Linked DNA regions of Mus musculus: regions 2, 3 and 4 are each linked to region 1. Evidence: chromatin contacts called from public promoter capture Hi-C data. All regions are on one chromosome and are shown on one strand. Each heading gives the region's core, a stretch centred on a gene start, on an enhancer-like site or on the middle of the called end of the contact. The rest is flanking DNA. Distances are from core to core; before and after follow the strand shown. Region 1 holds the start of Egfem1 (EGF-like and EMI domain containing 1). Region 2 overlaps Egfem1 (EGF-like and EMI domain containing 1). Region 3 overlaps Egfem1 (EGF-like and EMI domain containing 1). Region 4 overlaps Egfem1 (EGF-like and EMI domain containing 1).

Region 1 (3,369 bases), core at 605-3,104:
GAAATATCATCCTTCCAGGTCAAATCAACACTGAAAGAAGATAAACACTCTCTCATAAGAGTGGAGTGGAGTGTGTCTCCCTGCTGGGATTGTTCATCTTGCATGGGTGACTGAGACTACCTAGCAAGCAAGGCAAGTGGGGACCACATTAACAGAGCTAACACAAGTTTGCTCTAAACCAATGTATAAGATGTCTGCTTTCGACAGGCAGAGGTTACTCAGAGTGATGCTTCTGAGATAAACTGAAGAGTCTAAACTCACCTCTTCAAGGTAAGCAATGCAAATCTTATCAATTCCAGGGAAACCAAGAACTCCTTAAATGGCAAAGGTATCCACATCTAGCATCTGTGTAGTCATGAAGTTGTGAGATTCAATGACACTCTGGCCCTGTTCATAGTTAATGGCTTGTGCAGTGACCAGGTAGCAAACTGAATTTCACAAAGGGTAAAATATTGAGATGTAAAGTGGACCCCAAACAGTATTTATTTTTTTACATGAAAAAGCGAAGCTTTAGGTTATTTCTCTAAACCACTTTTCTATTGCATAATATTTGTATTTCAGAAAAGTGAAGAAGAGGATAAGATGTTCAAAAAGGCTTTGCTGTGTGCTCATAACTGCCCAAGAGCATGTCAGGAAAAGCAGAATTTGAGCTTCCCCGCCAGACTGTTAAAAGCTGGAGATCCTGGTGTAAAGCAAGATCTGGCAAAAACTTCTCCAGCCAGTGAAGGAGACCGGGCTATTAGACTTTCCAGGAACTTCTCCCAGCGCGCCACAGGGGACAGAAACTAGACATTTCCCAGCCATACCCATTTCTAATGCAGAAGGAATCCTCCTTGTACCCCTTCCTCCTAACTCTCCAACTAACCTAAGCTGCTGACACGTGCTTTTGCTGGCTCCTTGCCTCTCTCGTCAGACCTGTGAAATAATCCATTCTTCATCATACCTCACAAAAAACCACACTGGATTCTACACACACACACACACACACACACACACACACACACACTAAATGTCAAGATTTTCCCCATTCGACAAGATTTCAGGCAAACGCCTTGTAGAATGTGGCCAGTTACGCCCCAAACATGAAATTAAGTGAAACACATACAGGCGCATACAAACACTCAAACTCCGGGGCGAGAAGGGGGAGTGATGTCTGTCAGGTTCTTTGAAAAAAAAAATCAGGTTGAAAGCACTGGACCATTGGCAGTAGTTCTGCTGGGCGGTGGCGCTCCTGAGGTCTAGTATGTGTGATTACGTTCCCTCCCCAAACCGGTCAATGACATCCCCAAGTTCTTGTGTCTAGTGCCTGGTAGAACCCCAATCCCTCCACAGCTTCCCAGAGAGACCTAGTCTCTGCCTCTGCCACCGTTTTGCTCGGATAGGGCGGGGGCGCACGGACCGAAGCCGCTGTCCCCGCGCGTTCCGGAGCTGGCGAGCGCCACTTACATGCCGGGCTGGAGCTGTAGGGCGCTTCCTGGCGGCCAGTTGGCAGCGGCCCAGACGCAGAAACACCAGAAGCACAGTGGGGAGGTCATCTCGGTGATGGTGAGCCGGTGGGGCCACCGCCCCAACTGCGCGCGGTGCGCAGCTTGGGATCCTCAAGTCCGAAGCCCGCTCAGAAGTTAGGCTCGCCAAGCAGAAGTTGCTAGTGCCGGGCTCGCTCTCGAGGACCGCGACGTGCGTCTTGCTGCGGAGGGCACCGCAGCAGCTCGACCCCAGCAGACGACACCCGCAACAGCGCCCGTGCTAGCAGTGGCCGGCCAAACCAACCCCGGGCACTGTAGCCCAAGAGCTGCACAGCCCTGCACTGCCGGCGGCGACTGGAGACCAGTGAGACCAGCGGTCCTGCAGCCCCCCCCCCCCCCCCCCCGCAGTCCCGGTACCATGGCAACGCGCTCGCCGCCCTCTGGCCCCAGCCCCTCCGGAGCGCTTAAAGAGACAGCCCCCTTGGCCACCACGCGCTCCTTGGGCTGTCAGGCGGCCCCCACCCCCACGCCCTCTTCACCTCCTCTTCTCCAAGGGGCTCCGGGCGGTGGCTGGGGAAGCATCTAGCATGCTACATCATGTTCTTCCACCAATAATCCATACAACTCTACTCCCAACCTCTTCCTCCAAACCCTTTGAGCATCCTCCGCCCCAAGCTAGCAAAGATGCTTTCCTCCTCCAACACCAACCTGCTTAAAACCAACCAGCTGCGCATCTGCCACCAGCAGAGAGCAAAAGCAAGCTGACTTTTGATTCTTTCTCGCTCAGCTCCCTCCCACCTGGAGGCTGTGAAGACAGTCGGAGCACCGCTCTGAGGGAGGTAAGCTTGAAGTGAGAAAGGAACTGCAATTGACCGAGTCCAGTTTGCTGCCAAATCGACAGTTGCTGCACACATCGCTGGCGCATCCAGAAGTCCTGGATATTGAAAAGCGAGATAATCGCCCTCCGCTGTATTTGGCCACCATTTCACTCATTTTAGGCACCAAGAGTTTTAAGAGGCGCCAGCTCTTCTCCAAACCTAGACCCTCCTTTCCTTCAAACCAGGTCCCATGCCTAAAATCCGCAGAGCAACCTCCAGTTGCTAGCCCCCCAAGGCCCTTCCAGAAGGGGACAGCGTCTGCTCGAATCCAGAAGCTTCGGCTGTGGTGCTGGCCAGTGCTGCCAAAGATGCGCAGCCAAGAGCAGAGCAGAGCCATAGCCAGTAGCTTCTCAGGCCGGAGGCTATGCCTTTGCCTGGCGCCAGCTGCTGTCTGGAAGGCCACAAGCCTCTGGGAGTGTGTTTCGTGAAAATAAAAATCTATGGCGCGTCATGCCCTCCAACAAGGACAGCCTAGGCTCGGAAGCCATCATTTTCGGTTTAGCCCAGCAAAATGTGCAGCAATCTTCTGGGAGACAAACTTTTGCTTTTATTGCTAAACTTAGGAAAAGTGTCTCTCCCTCCAGTGACTTGTTCCTTGTCAAATACTTAAAGTGGTACTATCTGATTGCCTCACTCCTAGGAGCCCTAAAAGAATAGTTCTCAAAATATGTTTTAGGTTCTCTCTTGCCCCCCATGGTTGAATTAATCATCTACCCCTTAGTTTCAAATCAGTGTTCCTTTCCTTTCTTTCAGCTTTTCTGGAAGAACTGGAAGGATGCTGTGGAGGTTTCTTTGAAAAGGGGGGAGAGAGAGAGAGAGAGAGAGAGAGAGAGAGAGAGAGAGAGAGAGAGCATCAAGGCCCTCTGCTTTAGAGCCCTGACCTGCACTGGTCAATTTTGAGCTGGAGTACCTTCAGAATCTTCTATTTACCTTAGACTTGGCTTTTGCTGTATGCTCATTTCTTTTTATTTAAGTTAAAAGTGTATGTATACACATATGTCTTTTTTATTCGACATTAACTAAAT
Region 2 (3,369 bases), core at 477-2,976, 460 kb before region 1:
CATTATTATTATAATAGCAGAGTCATTAGAGAAGAAAATGCCAGACTCCTTTCTATAGCTGGAGGTCTGCTGTTTCAAACCTCAAGCTGTGTCCAGTCCTGTTATGTGGTAGGCCCCCTGAAAACTACCCCAGCAGGACATGACATGTTAAAAAGAGGTTATTGAATAAGGAATACAGAATATAATGATTGATCTCTCACAGAAAACAGCTGTTTCTTGTTAACAGCTACTTGAATGCCTCTCCCTGCATTTTACAGAAGTCTGGGTACTATACCAATCTAGAGAAACGCCAACTAAGGTATTTGCACCATTGAAGAAAGATGGCAAGCTCTTTTTATCATGGCAATTTTATTTAAAGTTGAAGTATATAAGAATTCTTAAACAACAATTAATATTCTCCTTAAACTAATTCCTCACAGAGAGGTTCTTCCCCACACATGGACTAATATAGGACATGCATAAACCCTACATCAAAATGTATTCTAATAATATTTGATAACTAGGGCATGTAAGATAATCCAATACCCACATGGTCGCCTTTGTTAGCAAAGTGAAGGTCTCTTTAAGCATGCTATGGGAAAGATGGACATGCTGCGAATAAATATATTAGTCTAAAAAAATCATTGTTTCTGTAAACAAAAATTTATAAACAGGAACACAAACACACACACACAGAAACTCACACAAGTTCCTAAATAACATTTCTGAATGAGAACTTTTGCCCCTGGAGGAATGCAGGGTTATATTTTTGTGAACCTCTCATATGAAATTCACACATCATCAGAATTTACTGCAGTCATCATTTCACAAATTTTAGAGTCAGTGTTCCCATAGATTCTACTGTAATAAATCACCTGTCATCCTTGTTAACATGGCTTTTCGGTATTGTTTTTTTTTGTTTTTTTTTTTTTAGAAACTTCTCTTCATTCTCTTCATATCTTAAGGTATTGCTCTAAGAGGATAAAGGGTATGAATTTAATTTAAAGACTTTGTTTTTAAATTGTGTGTGTGTGTGTGTGTGTTTATGAGTCTGTGTCATGTAATTAAGGGTACCTAAGGAGGCCTGAAGAAGGCATCGAAACACCTTGGACCTGGATTCAGGCAATTGTGAGCTGAGAGCTAGTGGTGCTTAGCAATAAACTCATGTCCACTTCAAGAGCATGAAGTACTTTTAACTGCTGATGAATCTTTCCGAACACTTTAACATTAATTTTAGTACATTACAACTCTCCAACCACTACAAGTAGTACTTGCTTCTCATTTGACTCTTATCCTCACAGATAGATAGATGATTGATAGATAGATAGATGATAGATAGATAGATAGATAGATAGATAGATAGATAGATAGATAGATAGTGTGTGTGTGTCCTGGAAAAATATGTTATTTCAAAGGTATTTCCTACGATTATGTGTTTGTTGATAAAACTACATTTTCTTCTGATTCCAAAGATTCTAATCCTTGTTCTTGCTACTAGTTTTCCTTCTTTCTATATATCTTAGTTGTAAAATTCAATGTGCATGAAAATGGGTCTTTGCTCTCTTTCCTTCTGAACTACCTCCTTCCCTTAGACTTGACAGCTGCCTGCAATGGGCTCCTTAGAAAAGGTTCCTCACCATGGTTTTGTGTAGCAGTTTCCCCATGATTGAAACACCCCATCCTGCAGGGATGCTCGTTCCAACAGAAGTGAAACAACTAAAAATAGCTTCAAACCCTCCTACACCCACCATATGCTCCCTACTCCCTGACTCCTGCCACCATTAAGCAAAATGGACAGCTGAGTGTCTCAGAGATGCTAAGCTACAAAGAAGTCTCTAAGAACACCTAAGCTGTCTGGAAGAAGGATAGACAACTGAATCACTTGGATGGACATTCTGCAACCTAACGAGCTGTCTACAAGCTGTGCAGTGAGCTTGAGATTCCAAGACTTCGGGGGCTCTTACCCATGCTGGGGTGAACTTTGTTGATACAGTTGTCTTTGAGTCGTTTCTCCTCCTATATGTAACCCCAGTGCAATTCATTATTTCACAAAGTTGGACTTCAGTGGTATCTATAGTTTTGTCTGTTGTGAGATTTCTATCTGGGGGAGTAGACATGTGTGTTGTATCTCCCCAGGAAAAGTCTTGTCACAGAACACAGAGGAACATACATTCCTGGGAATGGTACTCATGAAGACAGTCTTCAAAGAAGAAGGTGCACTTGAGAGGTCCTAAAACTTGGGGATAAAAATTTCCAGCTTCCTAGGAAAACAATCTGGACTCAAGGAAAGCCATTAACAATGGGTCGTTAATCACTGATAGCCCTGACATAAGAGAGGATGAGCCTGGAGCTCAGTCAGTTCCTAGGCCATCTGACCAAAAGGAGATAACAGAGCAGGAGCTGAGTCAGTTCCTGGAATTGTTCACGGCCTCACCAAAAATTGGTAGAATGAACATAGCATGTACTAACATCACTGCTGTACTCCTAGCCAATCATGTTAGGGGTTACCTAATCCTTCTAGAAAATTCCTCTATACTTGCATAAAAAGGGGCCTGCAAGTTCCTTTCCTGGTTGCCCTTTTGATGAATGGTTAATCCCCGCATGCTGGTTGTTTCTGCAGAATAAACATTCTTTGCTGTTGCATACCGTTTGAGTCTGGGGTCTGCCTTCAGCTATTCTTGGAACCTAACACACTGCCTTAGCTTTAACTTATCATCTGTGGCTCTGAAGCCTCCCCTCAGAGCTCCAGAAATTCTGAGCTAGCTCCTGCTTTCAGACAGGGAAGTTGGCCTTAGTCTGATTAAACTGTGCTCCTTTCTAGTTAAGAAATAAAATTCGTATTATTATAACTAGTAATGAGGTTGCACCTATTACCAGGTGTGATGTTAGCTAGAAATAAGTTCACTGCTAATGTGATACTGTGTCACACTGTGACACTGTGGGCTTGGGAGATGCTAGAACAAACCTTCCTATGGTGTCTTCAGAAGGGTAGGGCCCTGTAACCTTTGACTTTCCTAACCACTGAGCCATGCTGGAAAGAATTGCTGATGTGTAAGCTACACACTTTCTATTTACTTGCACTGACAAACTAACAAACCCATATGTGTTAGAGCTCTTAGTGTCCCAGTGACTTGCCTCCTTTCAAATACTAGGTCAAAAAAAGTTTGATTTGTAGGCTGCTGACTCTATGCATATCCACACTGAACTTGGCAACATTGTTTTCTTTAAAAAAACAAAAATGTTGTATTAATGTGTATTTACTTACCTGTGTGAATATATGAGTACCATGAGTTTCAGGAGCCTGCAGAAGTTACAAAGGGAAACAGATTCCCCTGGAAATGGCTCAGGGGCTAAGAATGTTCTCTGTTCTTATAGAGGAACTGAGTTTGA
Region 3 (3,369 bases), core at 495-2,994, 320 kb before region 1:
TTCCTGGATCGATCAAAGGTGCTCACAGCCTGGCAACTCATTGCACACGTTGTTGCAGTGAAGCGTTAATAGGTTGGAGATATGAGGAAAATAAAGGAAATATGAGGCAACAATACTCCAACATAACTTCACAATGGTAGGACATAAGGAACATAGTATACCACCGTACCCTCACCAGGAATAGAGGAACAGATGGTAGCTCTTCTCATAATAACAGTGACAAATCTGCACAATAATGTTTCCCTTTATTTTTCATTAATTTTTAAAAATTATGTGCGAGAGAGTGGATGAGCGTGTCTGAGTATGAAGATGTATATGTATTGTATGTATGAGTATATGTGAGTGTATGCATGATTATATGTGTATTGTGCATGTAAGTATGAATATGTATATTTGTGGGTGAATGTGTGAGGGAGTATATATGGATAAATATGCATATGGGAATGTATATGAGTGTGTATTTGTGGGTGGATATGTATATATGATTGTGTGCACATGTGTGTGAGTGCATGAGCATATGCATGAACATGTGTGTGGCTATGTATGTATGAGGGTGTATGTGAGGGTGAGTATGTGTGGTACATTATTATGTGTGAGCAGTATGTGATTACATGTGTATGAAGGTATATGTGTCCATGTGTGTGAGTGTATATCAGTATATGTGTATTTGAACACTTGTATGTGAGATCATGTGTATGTGTGCATGTGTGTGATTATGAATACTACATGACAGCATGTGTGTAAATGAGTGTGTGAACATGTGTTTGAGTGTGTGTTGGCACATGTGTGTGGATGTGTATATGCATGAGCGTGTGTGTAAGTATGCATTAGAATGTGTATATGTGAACATGTGTGTGAGTGTATATGTATAAGTATGCATATGAATGTGTATGAACATGTGTGAGTACATATGAGCATGTTTTGTGTGTGCATGTGTATGTATGTGCACATGCACACACACACACTGCGTTAGCATCATGTCAGGAGGTTGAAGACCATTTGCTGGAGCTAGTTCACTCCTTGTACTGTGTAGATCCTGGGCCTCAAACTCAGGCCATCCAACTTGGGGACAAGTTCCTTTACTTGCTAAGCCACTTGCCAGCCCCATCTTCCTTTCCTCTGTTATACAGCTGTTAGTGACCAGGAAGCTATCACACTCTAGGTAGCTATAATGACTTGGGTTATTTTCAAATAAATCAACTGACGCTTATGCATCAGCAGAGATGATATTAGTCCTTAGTGACCGCATATTTTTCTATCTACTTTTTAAGCACAAAATAAAGGGCTTCACTGTGGCACTTTCACACATGAATATAATTTATTGCAAACAGTCACCCCGCTATTGCTCTTCCTCCCTACTCCACTCTGTCATGGCTCCTTTCACAGTCCTCTCAGTATCTCTTTGAATTTTCTGTTTACTGGAGCTTCTTATTCTATACATTGATATATTACAGTGTAAATTTTGTGCTAAGGTTAGGCCTAAACTTCAGAACATCACATTTTAAATTAGATAAAGTAACTGGATTATTTTATGAAGTAATATCTCTGGATTGCTTGTGGAATTAGTTCCATCAGTGTGCATATGACATTTTCAGCTTTACTGTTAAGAAGTATGATTCAACAACCCGTTTTAGAAGGCATTAAGATAAATGAATATGCAAATGTGGATCTGCTCTCACATATGATACAGGGAGAGAAATCTACTTCAGATTGTATAATGCTTATGCTGTGTAACACATAGAGGAAAAAAAATAAGTCATTAGCTCATTGGCATATGGACTATGCCACTAAGTGTAAGTGACAAGATTCACAGTACAGAAACAGAAAGCACAGTCTGGCATGCAAAGATGGGCTTAGCACCCACAGAGACCTGCATCTGAGCACTATTTCTGCCTCTCTTAGTGTGCTAAAGTCAGATAGGTCCCTTTTACCTCTCCGTGCCAGTCGTTGTTCTCTAAAGGAACAGGATAGAGTAAACAGAGGTCCAGCGATGGCCATTTGACTGTGCAAAATCCAAGAAGCTGGTAGATGTCCAACTAAGAGGCTGGTTGTCTCTGCAGTTCTCATTTGGCCCTGGAGTCATTGGAGGTTTGCTGGGGAGCTATTGGCTTTCAGTCTACTCTGAAATGCTGGAGGCTGAATGTTGAACTGACCACAGCAACAAGATAGAGCAATGTGCCAGTGAGAGTGATAGCAAGCAGGCAAAAACCAAAGTTTCCTTCTAAATCATTTTATGTGGGCCACCTTCCAAAATGTCCCAGATATAAGGTGAGTCTTCCTGCTTTCAATTATGTTATGATGAAAACCCCTCACATGAGTAGCAAGTGGCTTGGGTTTTAGCTGATTCTATATGTAGAAGATATCAAACAAAAAAGCCTTTTAGAGAGGCACCTTTAGAGTGGTCAGAAGTGACTGACAGAGTTGGAATAAGGAAGACAACTGCTGGGTGAAAGGGAAAGTCAGATAGGAATGTACTCTTTGCTTACTAACATCTGGATATCTTCTTGCCCATCCTAAGCCAATAACATTCAGGTAGAAACATTAATAAATACTGCTTTAAAATAACTCTCAGAGTTAAGTACCATTTTTCTCTTCTCAGAGATAAAGTTGCATCATTTCTGAAATCATCTACTCTGATCCTGACTTCGAGCATTAACATCTAACAAGTGTTTAGAACGGTTATAGTACATCAAAAATTAAATTAGTAAGTATTGTTCTTTCACTAGGGCCATAAATTCCATCTGTAGATGCTAGCATTCCACCTGTGTGTCCACACAGAAGCATTTATGAATCAGCAGCCCCAGTAAGAAACCACACTGTCCATATTGTTGCTAAATAACAGTACCTTGCCGTAAGAAATAAAGTCACAGATGCCCTACTAAAAGAAGCAGAATCAGGGTGGTGACATCTAAAGGCTGAGGCTTCTGATAGTTACTGAATTATCCAAAGGAGACTTCAAATGAAAAGTATCAGTGGTACTCAATCAGACATGTCCAACCAGCTATTTGTAGGTCACATCCATCCCAGACTGGCTATGGATGCAGCCTAACACATTTGTAGATTGGATATCATCCCAGCATCAAATTGTTGGACACTGCTGCCTGGTGGCAACGGATAAATCCAAAGGTAATTATCTAATTTTACATTCAAGATAATGATGCTCATTGGTTATGACACATAAAATCAGAGACAGTAGTAACATGAAAATTCACCAACAATCTCTTTCTAACATATATGTGACACAGTGTCATGTCAATTTTGGGACATAGCATGTAACAAAATGCACATGGCCTACAGTGAGATTAAACTGAATTCTATACTGAGAATTAAAATTAAGCTTGTTAAATCAGTCCCATGCGATAATTCATG
Region 4 (3,369 bases), core at 287-2,786, 300 kb before region 1:
CATGTGCAGAGGGAATGTTGTGTGGAGTCTGAGGAGTTCTAAACGTAGAGATTCCATTTTCCTCTCCACAGTGAGTGGGAAGTCTTAATTTCATGGCACTGATGTTCTGAAATTCACTTCATGGCTCAGGGTTCAAAGATTGCATCAGAATTCTGGAAGGTATCATGGCTGCATGATGGTGTACGCAGTGGGCACCAGTCATCAGGCTAACTGATCCTTTTACTCATAGCCCAATAAAATCAGATTTTTTTTTTTAGATAATCAAAGATGGCCTCCATCTTGTCATCTTCTTAAATCAGCCTTCCTAACGCTGGAATTACAGAAATGTGGTACCATATCTGGATAAAATAAATAAATTATTTAAAACCAATATTTATTGTAATATCTCACAGTTATAATAACATATTAAAGTTAGATATTGATGAACTCAATTTTAATAAACAACCCTACAGCATAATATAAAATAACAAATTTAGTTTATGTGTGGTATGTTATATGTGTGTGTGATCTATGTGTATGTGGTGCATGTATATGAGTATACATCTGTGCACAACCATCTATGGAAATGTACAAACCAGAGTAGAATCTTGGATATCTTCCTTTGGTCTCCAACTTATGGCCTTTACACTGGATCTTTCACTGAACTAAAACACAAAGCTAGCCATTTGCCTAGGCTGAATGGCCAACTAGTTCCCAGGGTCTCCTGTCTGTGACCCCCAATACTAAGGTTACGAGCAGGAGTAACCAGGCTTGATTTTTAACAAGGATGCTAGGTATTTAAAATAATTTCCTCCTGCCTTGCAAAACAAAAATACTTTTAACTCTTGAGTCATATCCTCAGCCTCAAAAAAAAAAACAACAAAACAAAACAAAACAAAAAACTATTTAGTCATGCATCATGAAATACTTAAGTTCCAAAAGAAAAATGGTTCCTGAATAGGAAGTAGTGAATTAAACATAGGTATAATTTGAATAGTTTTTCTCCCTATCTAAAACTTACATGAAAAGGAGATACTGTGCAAAGAGGAAAAAGACTCATATGTTTTATGGCTGTCCAACCTGTCAGTGAACTTGGATAGATAAACTTATGGAATAGCTATACTACTTGGAATGGTTCCGTTTAGCCTCCCGTACCAGATGAATTCAAAACGATGAACAAGGTTTGTCTTTCTAGCTTTACTCAGTGGACCAAGAGAATGTGTGGAAACATATAATTACCCCACATTCAGGAGCACTAAAAGGTCACTCTGAAAGCTTAAGAAATCCAGGAGGCGGTCTTTAACCCTGTGGCTTTGAGGCCTTGCAACTAGGAGACCATGATGAGATGATGAGATTCAGCTTTCTCATCTCTCCCTATGAAGACAGAGGCAAATGTGCAATATTAAGAGGCAGTTGGCCGGTCAGTCATGATCATATGGATGGTCAGAAAACAAGCATGCTCCCAATCCAGAAACGTGCAAAGCAAAAAAACCTCCTGTGCTGGGAGCCTCCAATTGCAGTAAGTAATAGCTCTGCAGATAATCCAAGTCAGGACTGTGCAGGTCAGGCTTCTGGCTCATGCCCTCCCTCTGTGACAGCTCCAGGCAATTTCACCATCCAGCTGTTCTGTTTTTCAAAACTAAAGTAATTGGAATTGAACTACAGAGCTTTTCTAAAACCCTAGCAATTAACAGCACATACTCCCAAACTGCACTGCAATGGGAAAATGTCCATCAATCAACCCAGTGAAATAACACATTTTCTCACCAGATGTGAGATTTAATATCTTCATAACACTCTGGATTTACCACTTATGAATTGTCAGCCTTGCCTCGAGCCCTGAGAATTAATGGACTACATCTCTGCTATGCAAGGATGGTTTACACTTGTAAAGTATCCCACCCTCTTTTGATGTATGGTACCAAAAAACATTCTTTAAGATGTCATCAGAAAATATACTAGATGGGAAAATTTGTATACGCTGTACTATGCATTCTCTTTGCCTAGATAAACACAGCTCTCCATGTCTCAGCACAACGCATCCCTGTAGCAGGAATAACCAATTTATCAGCACCAGTAAACATGAAATTACAGTAAGAAGATTTAATTCAGGCCTTTTACTTTATCATGGTCTCTATGATTCTCTAGACAGATACTAAAACTACTCTGCTGCTAATTGTATTATGTACATACAAATATCACTGTTCATCTTCAACTAAAAAGAGAATTCAAAGAAGACATATTTCTATTTTGTTTCAATGGCTGTCCAGGAGCCTTGTCCTCTCTTTTTTTCTTTTTCCTTTTTTTGTATTCACTCCCATCTCAAGCAGAGAAGCTGTAACTACAATTAAGCTTCCTCATCAGAGCAACCCAGAAAAAAATCTTGCAGTGCCAGAGCATTAAACTTTGCAGGTTTGGAGATTTGTTTTTACTTCTGCTCGCAGGGAGGGGCTGGTGCGTCAGTGAAGGTCAACTCTATGGACTTCAGATGGACTTAACTCATCTGACAAGGTAATCTCCATCTGCTCTGATGCTTGTGCAATGAGAGGCACATGGTGCCATGGCAACAAAGAAAAGAAGCCTGGGGACATGGCAGACGAGCTGGTCATGGGGTCTCTGCCGTTATATAGAGATGTTTCCCTAGAGAAGACTATGTTTGAGGTTATCTTCATGCCACAAGAGAAATGTTTGCAGACAATTCAATCATCCAAATGACTACTTTTTCTCCCCCAGGAAAGCCAAAGTACATCAGCATTGTAAAGAAACTTAAAGACCACCAAGTTTATCCTCTAATTTCATAAATATATGAAACAATGTACATGCCATTGCATCAGCATACACAACTTAATCTTAATTTGAATATCATGCTGTCGGTTGACATCTGGTTCTCCTTTCCAGTGTTCTGCAGCTTTGGAAAGATGACACTGTGAAGTGGGGGTGGACCCCAATGGGTTGCTGACACCTGAATGTTTCTGTGACTGATCTAATAGGAGTGATTATGGGGAATGAAGAAATAACAGACGTGCATACAGAAAAGCTGGGACCAGGTAGGTTATAGGCTCTGGTAGAGACACATCAACAATCCAGAAACTCCTGTAGCTTATTATACTCAGCCCGATGAGCAGGTGGGTTTATTGTATACAGCTGAGTGAGGAGGTGGGTTTAGTACATTCAGTGCAGTAAGGAGGGGTTATTATATACAGCTGAAAGAGGAGATGAGTTTATTATATACAACTGAATGAGAAGGTGGGTTTATTATACTTAGCTGAATGAGGTGGTAGGTTTATCACACACAACTAAATGTGGAGCTGGGTAAGTTAACCCTGTAGGGGTTCTCCTTTGGGAAGCAGTCTCAGACTGTAGTCACCCTAGAAAAGGAAGCTGTTGCTG

What was found. Promoter capture Hi-C pulls out the DNA fragments that hold promoters and counts their contacts.
Region 2: a contact with region 1 is called in a promoter capture Hi-C map of hippocampal neurons, with 6 times the contacts expected there. The contact joins the enhancer-like site here to the promoter of Egfem1 in region 1. A contact is called at or near these places in 5 of 39 promoter capture datasets (the 3T3-L1 cell line, frontonasal cranial neural crest, hippocampal neurons and 2 more) and 2 of 115 datasets of contacts at active chromatin or transcription factors (embryonic forebrain and neural tube).
Region 3: a contact with region 1 is called in a promoter capture Hi-C map of hippocampal neurons, with 4 times the contacts expected there. The contact joins the enhancer-like site here to the promoter of Egfem1 in region 1. A contact is called at or near these places in 2 of 39 promoter capture datasets (embryonic stem cells and hippocampal neurons) and 1 of 115 datasets of contacts at active chromatin or transcription factors (forebrain).
Region 4: a contact with region 1 is called in a promoter capture Hi-C map of second pharyngeal arch cranial neural crest, with 2.0 times the contacts expected there. The contact joins the enhancer-like site here to the promoter of Egfem1 in region 1. A contact is called at or near these places in 8 of 39 promoter capture datasets (embryonic stem cells, hippocampal neurons, liver and 2 more) and 1 of 115 datasets of contacts at active chromatin or transcription factors (forebrain).

What each region holds. Positions count from the first base shown.
Region 1 is chr3:29,081,016-29,084,384 of GRCm38.p6, reverse strand. It overlaps Egfem1 (EGF-like and EMI domain containing 1), which reads right to left and starts at 1,854. Exons shown (of 15, transcript NM_029412.2): 1 at 1,447-1,854. The coding sequence starts at 1,535.
Region 2 is chr3:29,538,403-29,541,771 of GRCm38.p6, reverse strand. The region is part of intron 5 of Egfem1 (EGF-like and EMI domain containing 1); the gene reads right to left. Among named protein-coding and RNA genes, the nearest start is that of Mir21b, 97 kb to the left of the region's middle. Within about 2 kb of position 1,726, at least 19 of the 459 cell types and tissues checked have an H3K27ac peak or open chromatin away from gene starts, as enhancers often do. A contact at or near this core is called in hippocampal neurons, neural tube and second pharyngeal arch cranial neural crest, where this site is marked.
Region 3 is chr3:29,397,651-29,401,019 of GRCm38.p6, reverse strand. The region is part of intron 5 of Egfem1 (EGF-like and EMI domain containing 1); the gene reads right to left. Among named protein-coding and RNA genes, the nearest start is that of Mir551b, 17 kb to the left of the region's middle. Within about 2 kb of position 1,744, at least 14 of the 459 cell types and tissues checked have an H3K27ac peak or open chromatin away from gene starts, as enhancers often do. A contact at or near this core is called in forebrain and hippocampal neurons, where this site is marked.
Region 4 is chr3:29,379,613-29,382,981 of GRCm38.p6, reverse strand. All of the region lies in intron 5 of Egfem1 (EGF-like and EMI domain containing 1), which reads right to left. Among named protein-coding and RNA genes, the nearest start is that of Mir551b, 36 kb to the left of the region's middle. Within about 2 kb of position 1,536, at least 3 of the 459 cell types and tissues checked have an H3K27ac peak or open chromatin away from gene starts, as enhancers often do. A contact at or near this core is called in second pharyngeal arch cranial neural crest, where this site is marked.